3 separate regions of the Gossypium hirsutum genome follow, and regions 2 and 3 are each linked to region 1. The links are chromatin contacts, called in public Hi-C maps. All regions are on one chromosome and are shown on one strand. Each heading gives the region's core, a stretch centred on a gene start, on an enhancer-like site or on the middle of the called end of the contact. The rest is flanking DNA. Distances are from core to core; before and after follow the strand shown. Region 1 has its middle 16 kb from the start of LOC107962914. Region 2 holds the start of LOC107962913 (homeobox protein knotted-1-like 3). Region 3 has its middle 14 kb from the start of LOC121230632.

The links. A called contact is a pair of places that touch in the nucleus more often than the background predicts.
Region 2: a contact with region 1 is called in a Hi-C map of leaf, with 5 times the contacts expected there. The contact joins the promoter of LOC107962913 here to the enhancer-like site in region 1. A contact is called at or near these places in 20 of 34 Hi-C or Micro-C datasets (anther, callus, fibers and 4 more).
Region 3: a contact with region 1 is called in a Hi-C map of leaf, with 2.8 times the contacts expected there. The contact joins two enhancer-like sites. A contact is called at or near these places in 8 of 34 Hi-C or Micro-C datasets (cotyledon, fibers, leaf and 2 more).

The regions. Positions count from the first base shown.
Region 1 is chrA06:39,129,312-39,134,367 of Gossypium_hirsutum_v2.1, reverse strand. No RefSeq gene overlaps it. Among protein-coding and RNA genes, the nearest start is that of LOC107962914, 16 kb to the left of the region's middle. Within about 2 kb of position 2,722, at least 4 of the 9 cell types and tissues checked have an H3K27ac peak or open chromatin away from gene starts, as enhancers often do. A contact at or near this core is called in fibers, hypocotyl and leaf, where this site is marked.
Region 2 is chrA06:39,022,051-39,027,106 of Gossypium_hirsutum_v2.1, reverse strand. It overlaps LOC107962913 (homeobox protein knotted-1-like 3), which reads left to right and starts at 2,726. Exons shown (of 5, transcript XM_016899478.2): 1 at 2,726-3,891. The coding sequence starts at 3,190.
Region 3 is chrA06:39,039,238-39,044,293 of Gossypium_hirsutum_v2.1, reverse strand. No RefSeq gene overlaps it. Among protein-coding and RNA genes, the nearest start is that of LOC121230632, 14 kb to the left of the region's middle. Within about 2 kb of position 2,808, at least 3 of the 9 cell types and tissues checked have an H3K27ac peak or open chromatin away from gene starts, as enhancers often do. A contact at or near this core is called in leaf, where this site is marked.

The DNA of each region.
Region 1 (5,056 bases), core at 1,473-3,972:
AGTTATAATTAAAATATTTAAAAGTTTTTATTTAAGTCACTGAACCATTTAAAAGTTTCTATTTAAGTCATTGGTTGTTATGTTTTTTTTAAAGTTTTGCCATCGAGCTCTAAACAACGATTTAACAATTAATATGATAGGTCAATACCCATCAACGAGTAGAAGAACATACTTTAAATCCAAATCGACTTGACGGTCAGTGTCAGACATTAGGAAAAAGATGTTTGAATTTTGGTCCACAGAATTATGATGTCCAAAGCTGTTTCATAAAAAAAACTGAATTATAAAAGAGAGCTTTTGATTATTGATGTAAGTAGTGTGGATAGAGAAAGTCATATAGCATTGATTTTAAAAGTTCGGCGACTTAAATAAAAATTTTGAATAGTTTAGTGACAAAATTGTAACATTTTTTAGTTAAGTGACCAACACAAAAATTTACTTATAATTTAATAACTAACAGTGTAGTTTACCCTAAAAAAACATGGGTTTAATTTGAAACCTATATCAAATGTTAATCCTTAAATTTAATGTTACAAATCAAATAACATTAACTCAATAAAATTTATCTATATTTATACTATTATTTAAACTTCTAATTAAGTTAATGTCATGGGTTAACTAAGTACCAACTTGGTTGAGAATAGATTAATTTATCATTTCTATTGAATGATTAGTGATATTATTTTGATGTCATTTTTATCTTTTCATATTTTTATATAATTTTTAAATAAAAAAACTAAAACTTACATATATATAAGGATCAAACACAAATTCAATAGATTTATAAACAAGTTCTTTACCACTACAATAATAATTATTGATTATTTAAAAAAACAAATTTTTACATAAAATGTTTTCTCTCACAAACACACCTATGTTCTAAATATGTTGTTTCCACAAATATATGCATGTGATTGAATTTCTAGTATAGATAATATTGTTGATTGAGTTGGTGTCATAAGTCAACTCGATATTTAATTTTTCATAATTAGATTTTTAATATTGAAATTTTCTTTCACCAACATGATGACATGCTATAGACAAATGACAAGATCATGATAAATGATTGAGTTCATTTACTATTCTTAACATGATGTATTCACCTATTTAATTTCTTTTTACTCATAATTTAAATTAATTGTTCCTTTTTTTTTTAAAACACTATTAGTTTCAGAACATACATTTTATTATTTGTTATATGTTATTTTTAAACACATACTTATATTATAAATATGTGGTTTCTCAATGCATACGTGTATAATAGATATACTAGTTTATGTTATAAGTTAACTAAGCCTCAACTCAATTAAGAAATTATTAAAATACTATTTATATAAGTTATATTGTTATAAGGGTGTTTTTGTCTTTCTACTAAGCAATAAAACTCAATCATAATAAGATTTGATCTGACACACATAATAAATTTTAAACATTTAATTGTAACATTTCAAAGCTTTTACTTGTAGCTCCCACCAAAGCCTTACACTTCAAATCTATCGATATTGTATTGAAACTAGAAAAAAAAAGAAAAAAACAATTGAAACTAATTAAAATTAATTATTATGAAAGTTTGATAAAATATATGGACTATTTATGATATTTGCCCATTTTTAATTCTAAACGATATTATTCTACCATTTTACTAATTAATCTACAACCTCAATTATTTTGCTAATTAATCTTTTTTATTTCATATATATATATATAAACTCAGTTGTCTTGTGTATTTTTATTAAATTTTATTTTTCTAACATAAGTTTTTTTTCCTTTTGCAAAGTTTAAACATAATGAAAGAACACAAAGAGGTTTTCTAATTATGTTGTTGTTTGTGGAGTTTAATATCTTAATTAAAAATTTAAATGGTATTCAATAAAAAAATAAATATTTAATATCTTAATTAAAATTTTAAATGGTATTCAGTAAAAAATAAATATTTTTCTAATAATTTTGTTATATACTATTTTTATTGCAGTCTATTTTTGACATGAATTTAACTTACTATTAAATTTAATTCAATTTAATTTTATTATAAAGAGCCAATAATCCCAAGCAATTTAATCTAAATCTAAAAATTGATCAATCCTAAAAAAAACAATTTGAACTCAAAATACTTAAAACTCGAAATAATTTAAATAAAAAATAACGAAATCACAATGACCTAAACAAATAATTTGAAATAACTTAATCCCAAAGCAGTCAAACATTAGGGTGTGTCTAATATTACTTTTAAAAAATATTTTTGAGGCAAAAGTATTTCTAAAAAAATTATTTTTTTAAAGAAAAAATGCTTCTCCTAAACAAAAAAAATTAGCCTAAAAATACTTTTTTGAGAAGTTAAAAATTTTAACTTCTCTTTTTGAAAAATATTTTAAAACTAAGCCTTAAAAAAACTTAACTAAAAAAGCTCAAGCTTCAAATTCGAAGGACCAAACCTAAAACAGCTATAAATCATTCGTTAACCAAATCCAAAATTAATAAAAAAAAAATTTAAAACCTAAATTTATTAGATCCAAAAACATCTCAACCTACTCAATTAGATAAAATTCTCACTATTATTTTATAGATTGTTTTTATTTCTGAAAGAAATTTATTGTTTTTTAAATGTGTATATTTTTAGGAAGTATTTTATTGCTTATCGAAATTACTAAAACACCATTACCATAAAGCGTGTGGGTCCATGCAAGTGATTGACAATGGATAAGCGTGACGACTTCCTAATGGTTGATATTGACTGCCACGTCATTTCTGCGTTAAGGATGCTCCACGATACCTAGGCCGGGTTGCACTTGATTCTTTACGTTTCGACACGTGTTCGTTAATAAACCATTCACTAACTGTTCGGACAGTTTGATGTTTGTCCCGAAAGTTTCACTCCTCCAAAAGTTTTTTCTTAGGTTAATATGTTTTCTGGTACCTGTTTTTGGTTATAATGTTCAATTTGGTACGCGAGTTTTTTTTCAATTTGGCACCCGAGTTTTTTTTTCCAATTTGACACCTAAGTTTGGCTTAATGTTCAAATTGTTACTTGAGTTTTTCTTTGTCCCAATTAACCACCTGAATTTAGCTTCAATATTCAATTTTGATATCTGAGTTTTTTTTTTGTTGTCCTAATTAAGTGCTTATGATCTTTTTACTAGAGCATACTATCAAATGTTAATTGGCTACATAATGATATTTGGTCTAGATACTAAATTGAGTATTGAAGCTAAACTGAGGTACCAAATAATATATTGAACTTTTTTTTGGTCTTATACTTTTTCGTAATTATATTGGATCCCAATTAAATTTGTAATTCAAATGCTAAAAGTGAGGCAAACCCTTTTAAATGTAAAATTCACAAGTTTCAAACTTGATATTTTACTTGAGAGGCATCAAACCCCTTATCACTCGGTCCAACAAGTATTGTTCAGAGTCATGTATAAATCATGTGCAATGCTTTCTTTTCAATGATAAAATAAGAAATAAAAAAAAAATTGCCAATGAGATTTTGACGTTGTTAATAAAAGTTGAGATTTTGACGTTGTTAATAAAAGTTGAGATTTTGAGTGATTAGATTAAGTTTTACACTGTGTAAATTATGTATGAGCTTTTTATATACAGCTTGAATCCTACCGTATATAAGTCATGTCCAAAGTTATTTTGATCCAATGTAAATTATAGTTATGTTGGTGTTATACTTTGTAGTATTTAATTCTACCTATAGGTTATTTAGATGTATAAACTTTGTAGTTCATACCCTTATACAATTTGATATAATCAGCCTAGGAATTATAATTAACTAAACTTGATGTTATAAATTTTAAAACTATACATTAACTTTAATTATATGTATAATGATACATAAGTTTAGATTTTTGTGCGAATATATAAATGTAAATTTAATTTTAATATTTTTGTTGAGTTTTCTAAAGGCACTGACAACCAATGTGCAATGTTTTAAATTTATATATTGTATATATAAATAATTATATTTAAAAAAATTAGATTTATATATATTATGAATGTGTATAATTAAATCACAATAAAACTTTCATAAATATAATTGAATAAAAAAAGAGATTTATGCATATAATTAATTTAAATTAATATTCATATATAAACATTGCACGTTAAAGTAAAGTTCATATATAATTTTAATATTTATTTCTATAATATATAAAAAGTTAAAGTATAAGGAAGAAGGGTTCTCAAGATTGAGTTAAAATTATTTATAATTCCCATAGTACCATCACAAATAATACACGTCCAAATAAGTATAATTAGAATCATTTTAATACAAAACACAATCAAACTAAAAATTAAAATAAACCTAGATAGAGCCCATATATAATGGAATTGAAACCCAAAATAAATCTAAAAAGATTAAGAATGATATTTACGTATGACAAGATTCAAAACTAAACGCTTAAAAGTCCTAAACTAGACTTGATCATGGGTCGGGTCATCTGGCTCAGCCCGAAGGCTCACCCGAAATGTAGGAGGGTTTGGGCAAAAATATAGGCCTAAAAAATGGGCTTGGAAAAAAATAAGGCCCGTTTGAAAAACGGGTCAGGCCTCGAGTAAGGCATTTTTGGCTCGGGCTCGGCCTGAATTCACTAAAGGACAAAAAAATCTGCTTTTTTTTTTAATGTTATTTTCTTGTTGTTTTCTCCCTATTTTGCTACCATTCTACTATTATGTTTATACTATTTTGTTGTTATTGTTTGGATATTGAATAAAACTTATTTTGTTGTTAATTTTGTTATTATTTTAAAGACATTTGTTAATTTTGTTATTATTTTAGAGGCATTTGCTTGTTAAGTTTCATTTATCTTAGTGTTAGTTAAGTCTACATATTTTATAAAATTTATTTTTAATTTATTGGGAAATATTTATTTTGATGTATTATATATATTTAAAAATTATATAAAAATAATATAAAAATTAACACGGGCGGGCCAGGTTGGGCCTAAGTTTTAGCATTTTTATCCGAGTCAGGCTAGGGCAAAATTTTAGGCCCATTTTTTGGGTTGGGTCGAGCCTGGGACTAGTAAATGGGCCTAAATTTTTAGTTGAG
Region 2 (5,056 bases), core at 1,477-3,976, 110 kb after region 1:
ATTTGGGAAAAACGACCTACTTTGCTAAATGTTAAATCAGTAGTTTCTGTTATTTTCTGTTTTTCACTCCCTTTATATTTTCCCTTTTTTCAGTTTTAACAATAATGGTAAAAGTTGAAATCTCAAGACTTTGAGCATTCATATTTGAGTTTTATCATATGTAAATATTGTGTAAGAATTTTCTTTTAATTTATTTTGAGTTTAAGTCTCACCATGCGTGAATCCTTTTTATATTAATTTTGATCTATATTCGGATATATTTCGATTTTCATAGTTTATTGTACTTTGTGTTGAGTTTATTTTAGTTCTAATTGATCAAATATGTATTGTTTGTGGTTTGTATTGTACTTATGACTGTAGTTGTACTTGTAAACATTTCCAAGAAAAAAGTTCAAGAGATCAATTAAATATTAAGATAATTCATATATACACGGGCGGTAGAGTTTTTTTAACTCCACAAGTGAGATTAAGACGCAGACAAATGTCCTTAATTGATATTTAGAATAAGGAAATTCATTTGGTACACTACCAGTGCAACTTTTAGACTTCATAAGCGGGGTGAGCGAGTTGACAAGTGTCTTATAGTGGTATATTAAAATATTAAATATATATATTAAGAAAAAAGCTACATAACAATTTTTTAAGGTTGATTATGGAAAAAAAAGTATACTGTGGTGGAGTTTTTACACTCCAAGAAGTGTCAAGATGCTAGGAAATGTCTTACAATAGTATGGTATAATTTTTAAAAATAACTATTTTAAAAAAAAGAAACACATGTCAATTTTTTAGAGCTACTTGTGGAATAAAAAAATACATTGCTGGTGTATCAAATACTAATCCACATATAAATGGCACATGAGAGTTTTTTAATCTCGTTTCTAAAACTAAAAAAACTCCACAACCTATGTATCAAACAATATATTTTAAAAACTATTCCAAATTTAATTTTTAGTTCCTCTACAATGCTAAAATTTAGAATTTTTGTATTTCTACTTTTATTCAATATAACTTGTATTTAATTATATTTATAATATTTAGGTAGTTCATATTGTTAACATTATCAATATTTTGTTGTACTGCTTATGTATAATGCTTAAAGGTATTTTTTAACGGTTAAAAATATGTTATTAGTCCTTGTAGTTCTACAAAATTTGTGATTTTTCCCCTATACTTTTATAGTTAAAATTCAATCCTCCTACTTGTACAATTTGAGAATCCTAGTTCAATTATTATTATTGTTGATAGTTTCTGTCAAAATTTGTTAATATGTTTATTTTTCGTCAATCATATATCACAACTTATTAGGGCAACGTAACTACTATGTCAAATTGACAAATTTTAACAAAGAATACTAACAAAATTAATGTTGGACTAACATATTTAAATTAGAAGAGTCAAACTTAATAACTTTTTAAATATAGGAATTAAATTTCAAATTTTATCAAAATATAGGAACTAATAACATATCTAAACGTATTTAAAAAAATTAAAGTGAATAAACACAATCCAATAAAATTTACATAATAACAAAATGATTAAGGGTCTAATAATTTAAACAAGTATTGTCAATTTGAATTACATTTTAAAAGTAGGAGGATCAAAACATCTAATTTGAATTATAGAAATTAAATTTTAAAATTTAAAATTTAATAAAAATATCAAAATCATGGTTTAATCTACCAGTTGAGCCTATGGTATAGTGACAAATGATTTGTTTTGAAATCAAACCTTAATTATCACCAAATCATAGACACCCCTTCCCCTTCAATTATTAAAAAAAAAACATTCAAAGTTACCTAAATGCTATAACTACTATGACATTTTTCTATGTGTTGGAGATTATAAAACATTTCCTAATAAAAGAAGAAATATTGGCTTTCCAATTATTGATCTCCAACCAATCTTTTATAAAAGGATAAAGTAACAAAATTTGATAACCTTTTTTTCTATATTCATCTTTAAATTTGGATTTTGCAAACTATAAAATTGAATGGCTTCATCACTAAATTTTTAAGTTGGTATTTTTTAGATTTTATATATTTTATTTAAAATTTCAATTGATGACATAGGACAATCTCAGAGTATCATATCGTCGTACTCTTAACTAAATTCAAGTTCATGGAACAAATTGAGAAAAGTTGTCTTCATGAAACAAATTGAGAAAAGTTGTCTAACTTTGAGACTAATGTAGTGCAAAATAAATTTTAAAACTAAGATGAAAAAAGATTACAAAATTTAGAGACTAAACATTACTTTATCCATTTTTTATAGTTATTTTGAATTATCCGTACATATATCCACTAACTTTAGAGACTAATTGTTGAACTTTTGGTTCAAAGTATTGTATATTGTGAATTTAATTTTTGTATTTTAATTTGATAAAATTTAGTTTTTTGTAGGTTTTGAATTTATCAATTTTAGTCTTTATGTTTTTCGAAATTTAAAATTTTAATCTTAGTCCAAACGATAATAGTTAAATTTTAATGGTTAATTTCTGCCTTAGTTTTGTGCAATGCGTAAGGTCGTAGATTTAATCTATGTTTTTTAATTGAATTGATTTTAATCATCATATTTTTCAAACTTTAAAATTTTCATTTTGACCCTTAAATTTATTAACTCATATATCTATCAGTAATATATGCAGAAAATAGAAAAATTTAATAAATTTAATTTGAAAATTACAAAGGTATGAAATTAAAGTAGAAGCTACACATATAACAAAATCTAACCTCAATATTACAACAACAGCAAAGAGTTTAATATTTAAATTAATGGGAACCCAACCTTAAAATTGTCACAAATCAACACAGGGACACTTTAGTTTTGGCCTTTAATGCATACAAAAAGTCTTGGTCCCTCTCACCTCCTTCCACCATTTTTCATAATATGAAATAAATAATAATAAATAAATAAATAAATAAAATAAGGAAAAAATGAAAAGAGTGGCCTTTCAGCTTTCACACCATTTTCATTATATAAGCAAGATTTCTTGACCTGAAAACAGCTTCTCCTTCCAAACTATACTTTTCCCATTCTCTCAAAACTCTCCCATCAAACACGTTTCTTACAGTAACTCAGTACTTGTAATAATTTCTTACCTTTTTCACTTATGCTTCAATAATACAAATTTCTCTATAAATACAACCATGAATTCATAATCATCCAGGCGCAGTCGATTTGGCTACATTCATGTCGTTTCACCACAACCACCTTTCCTCCCAAGACCTACCTCTCCATCCTCACTTCGCCGACCACCACCACCACCAACGACAACCGGCGCAATTTACGGAAACCGGCGGTCCCAATTGGTTAAACGCCGCCCTCCTCCGTTCGGAGCAGACTCAGCCACCACCGCAGCCTCACGGTGATCATTTTTCTGATCACCCGAGCTTCCTCAACCTTCATATTGCAGAAACTGTTTCAGACTCCAACGCCGCGGGTCACCAAGCTCCGAACCGGTGGCTATCGTGCTCGTCGTCTTCGCTTCTTCAACGCAACCACAGCGATGTCATCGAAGACGTGGCGGCCACCGCAGCAGCAGCAGCAGCAGGAGGTGGTGGGGACTCCATGGTCGCCGTGGAATCTGGGGAATTGAAGAACAGCAACAGCGAGACCATGAACAAGAGCGAAGGCGTCGTGGTGCAAAGCGGAGGAGATGCGGCGGTGAATTGGCAAAATGCGAGGTGCAAGGCGGAGATATTAGCCCACCCTTTGTATGAGCAGCTACTGTCGGCCCACGTGTCGTGTCTTAGGATCGCCACGCCGGTGGACCAGCTCCCGAGGATCGACTCTCAGCTGGCTCAGTTGCAGCACGCGGTGGCCAAGTACTCCGCTCTTGGCGGCGCAGCCCAGGGCTTGGTTGCGGACGACAAAGAACTCGATCAGTTCATGGTAAGCTACTACTACACAAATTGCTAATTTATTCCCAGTGGCAAATGAAAAAAGAATTTAATTGCCTTTCTGGGTTTTAAAAGTTATGATTTTTTTATTGCTCTTTTGGAAAACATTTGTTATTAATCACCCACTAGAATCAGGTTTTTTTTTTTTTAAATTGATGAGAATTTTTAAGAGAAGATTTATTTTATCCTCTAATTTTATAAAATAAATTATTTTAGTTTTTTTTCTCTCTTCTAATTCTTGAAATTACATTGCAATTAATTAATTTTTTAAATTTTAAAAATATATTTTATCATTATATTAAATTTTTAAAATTTTATATGGAATTAAATGGCGATATTTTAGACTTTTAATTTTTCTATTTATTTATTTTAGAATGATTTGATAAGTAATATAAATTTAAAATTTAAAATAAATAAAAGAATAAAATAAATTTATTATAAAATTATAAAATTAAATAAATCATTATACCTTTTTAAAATTTTAAAAGTAAATTAAGTTGCTTTTCACAACTTTCGGGGCCAGCCCCTGAATGGAACATTTTTTTAATTAATTGTTTTCTAATGTTGTCTTGAATTTTGTTGCTAAACTTGAGGATATTGGCGTTTTCATCACTCAATTTTGAGGATTAAAGTGAAGCGGCGTTTCCATTTATATTAGTTTTTGGGTTAATTTCTCCAAACATCTAAAACTATAATTCAAATTTTAAATTAATTTCTAAATTTTAAAATGTTTTAATTGAATCCCTTAACTGTAAATGTCTTACCAATAAAATTTTTTTATCAATCTAACCATTAGTTTGGACGTCTAATGCTACCTCAAATATAATTTAGAATATAATCAGAACATATGGATTAAATTATAATTATGTATATAGGTTTAGGGCGGAACACAAGAGCAGCCAAAAGGGGGCCCACAATTTGAGATTGTCATTCAACCCTTCAAATATTTTAAAAACTTTACTTAGACTTGTAAATTTTTTTAATTTTTTTAGTCCTACAAAAATTTTGAAAATTTTAATTAAATCCTTTAAAATTTTTGAAAATTGCCATTTTTTTTTAAATTTAAACTAGACCCCTCTTTATTTAATTTTTAAAAAATTCAGTAAACCCTAAAAATTTTGAAAAATTTTAATTAACCCCCGAAACTTAATGCAATA
Region 3 (5,056 bases), core at 1,559-4,058, 90 kb after region 1:
AATATAAATATGAGTATTTGTTTAAATCTTGTTTAATTTTATTTCTCTCTTTCAGCTCTAATGTGACAATCCACTTACATGCAGATATATATAATCTTAAACAAGATTAAGTAAAAAAAAACTTCTGAAAATATAAAATTTAATTAATACAGCATTAAGGTTTTATATAATTAAATCTAGATATTAAAAGTAAGCCTTATATGGTATAAACACGAATTCAAAGGCCAAAACTTGTAATTCCTATAATAATTTTGTCCAAAAAATTTTGCTCGTATAGTCTTCACTAAAACAACAATATTTTGAGCTCTTGAATTTGAAATAAGATTATTCAAAGTGCATTTTAAAGTTAAGATATAGCTCTTTCATCATTCAGAATATCTCAACCCAAAAATATCTAGATCTCATCAAAATGTGTTGGAAATCAACTAATTTTCTAGACTTAAAAATTGAACCTAAGCTCAATCTCATCTGAACTCAATCTGTGCATGTATCAATATTAATACATTTTATATTTACCTAAGCTCAATCGAACTTGAAATATGAGCTTAAATTTTGTACAAGCAAAATATTATCTTATTATAAAATAAATTTCGATTATCAAAATAAAATTCTTGTTAATATTTTGTAACAAATATAATTTACATTATGTTTGTTTTACTGAAAACAAATTCTAATATATGATTTCAGGAAAGTTGGTCAAACAATGAATAAATATTTATGCGGGATATTTAAACATAAAAAAATTACTTTTCTCCTGAAAATCAATCCATCTTCTATAAATCATTTTTTTGAAAGTTATTTTTAGTGAAATAACATAATTCTAATAATCAAAATTGCCCGGTATTTGAATATTGCTTATGTTATGCCAACTTTTTTTTAACATAGGTGAAAGAAAAAATAAAAGAATTTTTTTAAAATAATAATAATAGGTTTTTAAAGAAATTAGTTTTTTAAGAATGATTTAAATTATTTTATTTATGTTATATGAAAATTTTAAAAATTTTAAATTGCGTTTAAGGCATTTGTTAAATTTTTTTATAAAAATTATTTTTTAGTTTTCTAATTGAATCGATATTAAATTAATTTGTAACGTCATATTTTTTTTTATGAGATGTCTGTTTTTTAGGTTCAGGCCTAGCTCTGTTCGAGAAATGGGCTTAAAATTCTGACCAAATTTGGTCTAATTTAAAAATGCTAACCCAAGCCCGACCTAATCCGCCCGTATTTTTTTTAAGATTAGTTTTAATATAATAACAAATTTAAAAAATATAATATATCAAATACACTAAAAACTTTAGAATAAATGTTTCCCAACAGATTGAGAATACATTAAAAAAAGTCTTTATACTTAAATAACACTAAGATAGCTACAACTTAATAAGCAACTGCCTCTAAAATAGTAGCAAAATTAATAATAAAATAATAATTATATAATATCCAAACAATAACAACAAAATAGTAGCGAAATTGTAACAAAACAACAACAAAATGACAGTAAAACAATAACAAAACAACTAATTCGATCCAAGAGAAGCCAAAAAATCCTACCCGAGGTTATACCCGTTTAGAAAATGGGTTTTGTTTTTTGTCCAAGCCCCTTTTTAGGCCTATATTTTTATTCAACCCCTCCCACTTTTCAGGCAGACTTTTGGACCTCGACGGTAACTTGACCCATGATCAGGTCTAATAGTCGGGTGGCTAACCTAGTTTGACCCAGGTCAACCTTAAACAATAATATATTTTTTATCCTAGGATTTGGTTAGTAGAGAATCAAAGTCGATGTACTAATGAATCACGAAATACTATGGTTCTAAAATATGGCTTTAAAAATTTATTCAGAAGTAATTCACGAGATCATGCACTCTTTTCTTTCCTAGTTATAATAAAAAAAAAGTATAACTTAATGAATTCAGCCTATTCTTGAAATAAACAATTTGCACACATCCCCTTTCTAGAAAAGATCAATACACTAAGAACTATACTTAGATTTATTGGATTTATTGGATTTGTTGTTAAAATATTGATATTAGCTCTGAAGCTCCTGGCGGAAATAAAAGAACCAATTACATTTTTCATATGATCTCTTATTTTATTTTAGGTAGACTAAAAAAAAGAACTTAATTTTTTTTGTATTATATCGCTTTGACTCCTTTTTTTTTTAATTAGATAGACTATACAAATTAATATTGACATATGTTGGATGCTTAGTGGGTGAAAATAATATATATATATGAATTAAATGGAATTTAGTTGAATAAATTTTAATATTTTAGAATAAATTCTTACTATATAAATTATAATAATACAATCTACTTTGTGAAAAAAGTAATTTTTTAATTATTTCACAATTAAATTAATATCCAAATCATTTGTAACAAAAATTCAGTTGGGGTCTTGATATACTATCAATGGGATTTTTTTTAAACTCCATGAAAATGAAACATGCATCATTCTTTAACTCTTGATTATGGACTTAAGAATCCCACAAAAAAATATATTATAATCAACCTGAAATTAATAGAACAATTTTATAATAATAACAATATGCTTAAATTTTAGATTTTAAAAAATAAACTAAATCCCTATAAATAAAAATATAAAATTTAAATTACCGAAAATACAAAAACTTATATACCATAAAATTAACCGAACCAATGAAGGTTTCAAAACCATGTACAGTTTTAACAGTTGCGTTGATTAAGCCGGCGGCTGTCCCAAAGTCAAAATCTTGGTGATGCCCAATCCCTCATTATGCCACGTTTATGTTTCTGATACGCTTGTAATCTGGTCGCGTGCTTGGAGCTAGGGGACCCACTTGCTGCCCAATGCATCACCACTCGACGCGTGTCCACGTTGTCGTTGTCACGCGAGTGGCGGAGACAGATGGAACGTAATTTGTGGTCCCCCAACCCCTCTCTTCCATTTCCGCGAAGTTTTAGCTTTTTCTCGTCAAATTCCTGTTTAAGTCTCTCTACTATGCTCAACGTTTTAACTTACTCCTTATACTTTAATTTGACATGATTTATTTCCTTTATTATTATATCATTAGTTAGGTGAAAATGCTGACATTGCATTATAATTTAAAATACTATTTCATGTCATCATATATATATGAATTTCTTTTTTTAATTGGAAAATGTATTTTTTTTAAAATTATATCAATATAATAACGCCATTTAATTATATAAATTACAGTATAAAAAATAAATTTAAAATCTAATTGTAATAGAGAAACAAAAATCAAATTTTGACTTCTTTCTTCTCAATATCTCAAGGGCAAAGTCATCGCCAAACATCGGTAACAATTCCATAAAGGATTTTTAAGTATCAAGAGCAAACAGTAAAGGGAGCAAGGCATCATGTTTTTTTTTTCTTTTAACATTCACTTTTTTTGGAAGGTATTAATTAAGTCTCTCAAAAAATTTTAAAAAAATTGTTTTTATTTTTATTTAAAAAGTCTCATTAACCTGTTCAAAATTATTGCACATACTCATCATACATCTTCAAACTTTTTAAAATTTTTACTAAATCCTCAAATTTTTTTTTAAAAAAAAATTCACAAATAGAACAATCGTAAATGTGTTTTGAATAAATTTAAAAATCTAAAATGTAATCAAACGGAACACTTATCACAATTCTAACAATGCTGGTAAAAAATGAACTGCTGTCTGACAATGTATCCGAGAATAATTGGTCTGATAAAACCGAACAAAAAGGAAAATTCCACTACAAGACATGGAAACATTTGCAACATTCCACTTCATTAGGAATTAAATTATCTTCGTTAAAAGTGGTCAGTTTTTTCATTTACTATTATTTTTATAATAACTGAAAAAAAACGCATTATGGAGTGACGTGGAAAGCAGGCTCCCACATTCAAGGATACACAGCTGGAGCTGGTTACTACACAAATTACTAGAACAATCCAACTAGCTGTCGTGGTTCATACAGATTCCATGATGTACTTTTGTTGTCGTAAGCATTTTTGCATGCGCCCTCACTAATAAAAAAAGCGGTTTTTAAAAAATTATTTTTTAGTTTTTTTAATTTAAATAAATATATCAATTTTAGAGAGAAAAATAAAAACATTTATTATAGAAAGTGTTTTCTGTTTCTAAAAAATTATTTTTTTATTCGGTGTTGAAAATTTGGAGAGAGATTTAATTGTATTTATGTTTGAGGTAGACATTGTGATAGTTTTAAGATATATTTGAGTTCACAATGATATAATAATGCTCGGAGACACACACATTTCATCTAACGTGTAGGAATGGAACCATAACCTTAGAATTCCACCACATTGTAACTCAAGCTCCCAGATCACAGTGGTTATAAGCCCAGAGATCCACAAATTTCATTTGTCATGTGACAAACCATGTTACTGATAGTATGTGCTTAAAAACACCTTCAAGCATAAGTCAAATCACATACCAATTCTTAGACTCCAAACCATGCATTAACCAACATTCAAACCTATTCAAAATATGTCAAAACATGTCAAAATAAACCAACTCACAAACAACCTATGTGCCTAACTAATATGCCATTGGCACCACAATTGAATCATAAACAACAATCATTTAAACCAAAACATAATCAACATGTTAATCTCATTCCATCATCAACTAAGTCCCAAATACCATATGCCAAAATTATCCATTTAAACGAAACTTTCAAATGCAAACATATTTCATCCTAAGTTCATAAATTACCAAAACCAAAATGATAATTTCAACAATAATTCATCAACAAAGGCATCAAGTAATAAGCTACCATTTCAATATACCAAAACCCAAATACAAAATTACATCCCAAATGACACAAGTCATCACCAAGTTACCTAACCATTCAAAATGCATTTAAAACCAAAAAGATACCATTGCCACCACACATTACAGCCAACCAAAAATATCGATTGGAATTTACATTTATATACACATCTCATACTTCAATTGGCACGAAACATATTCATAATGCATATAACATACATAATCAAGACCCTATTTACATGCCACTTATAAACGGGCCAAAATACGTAAACAACTACTGAAAGAGT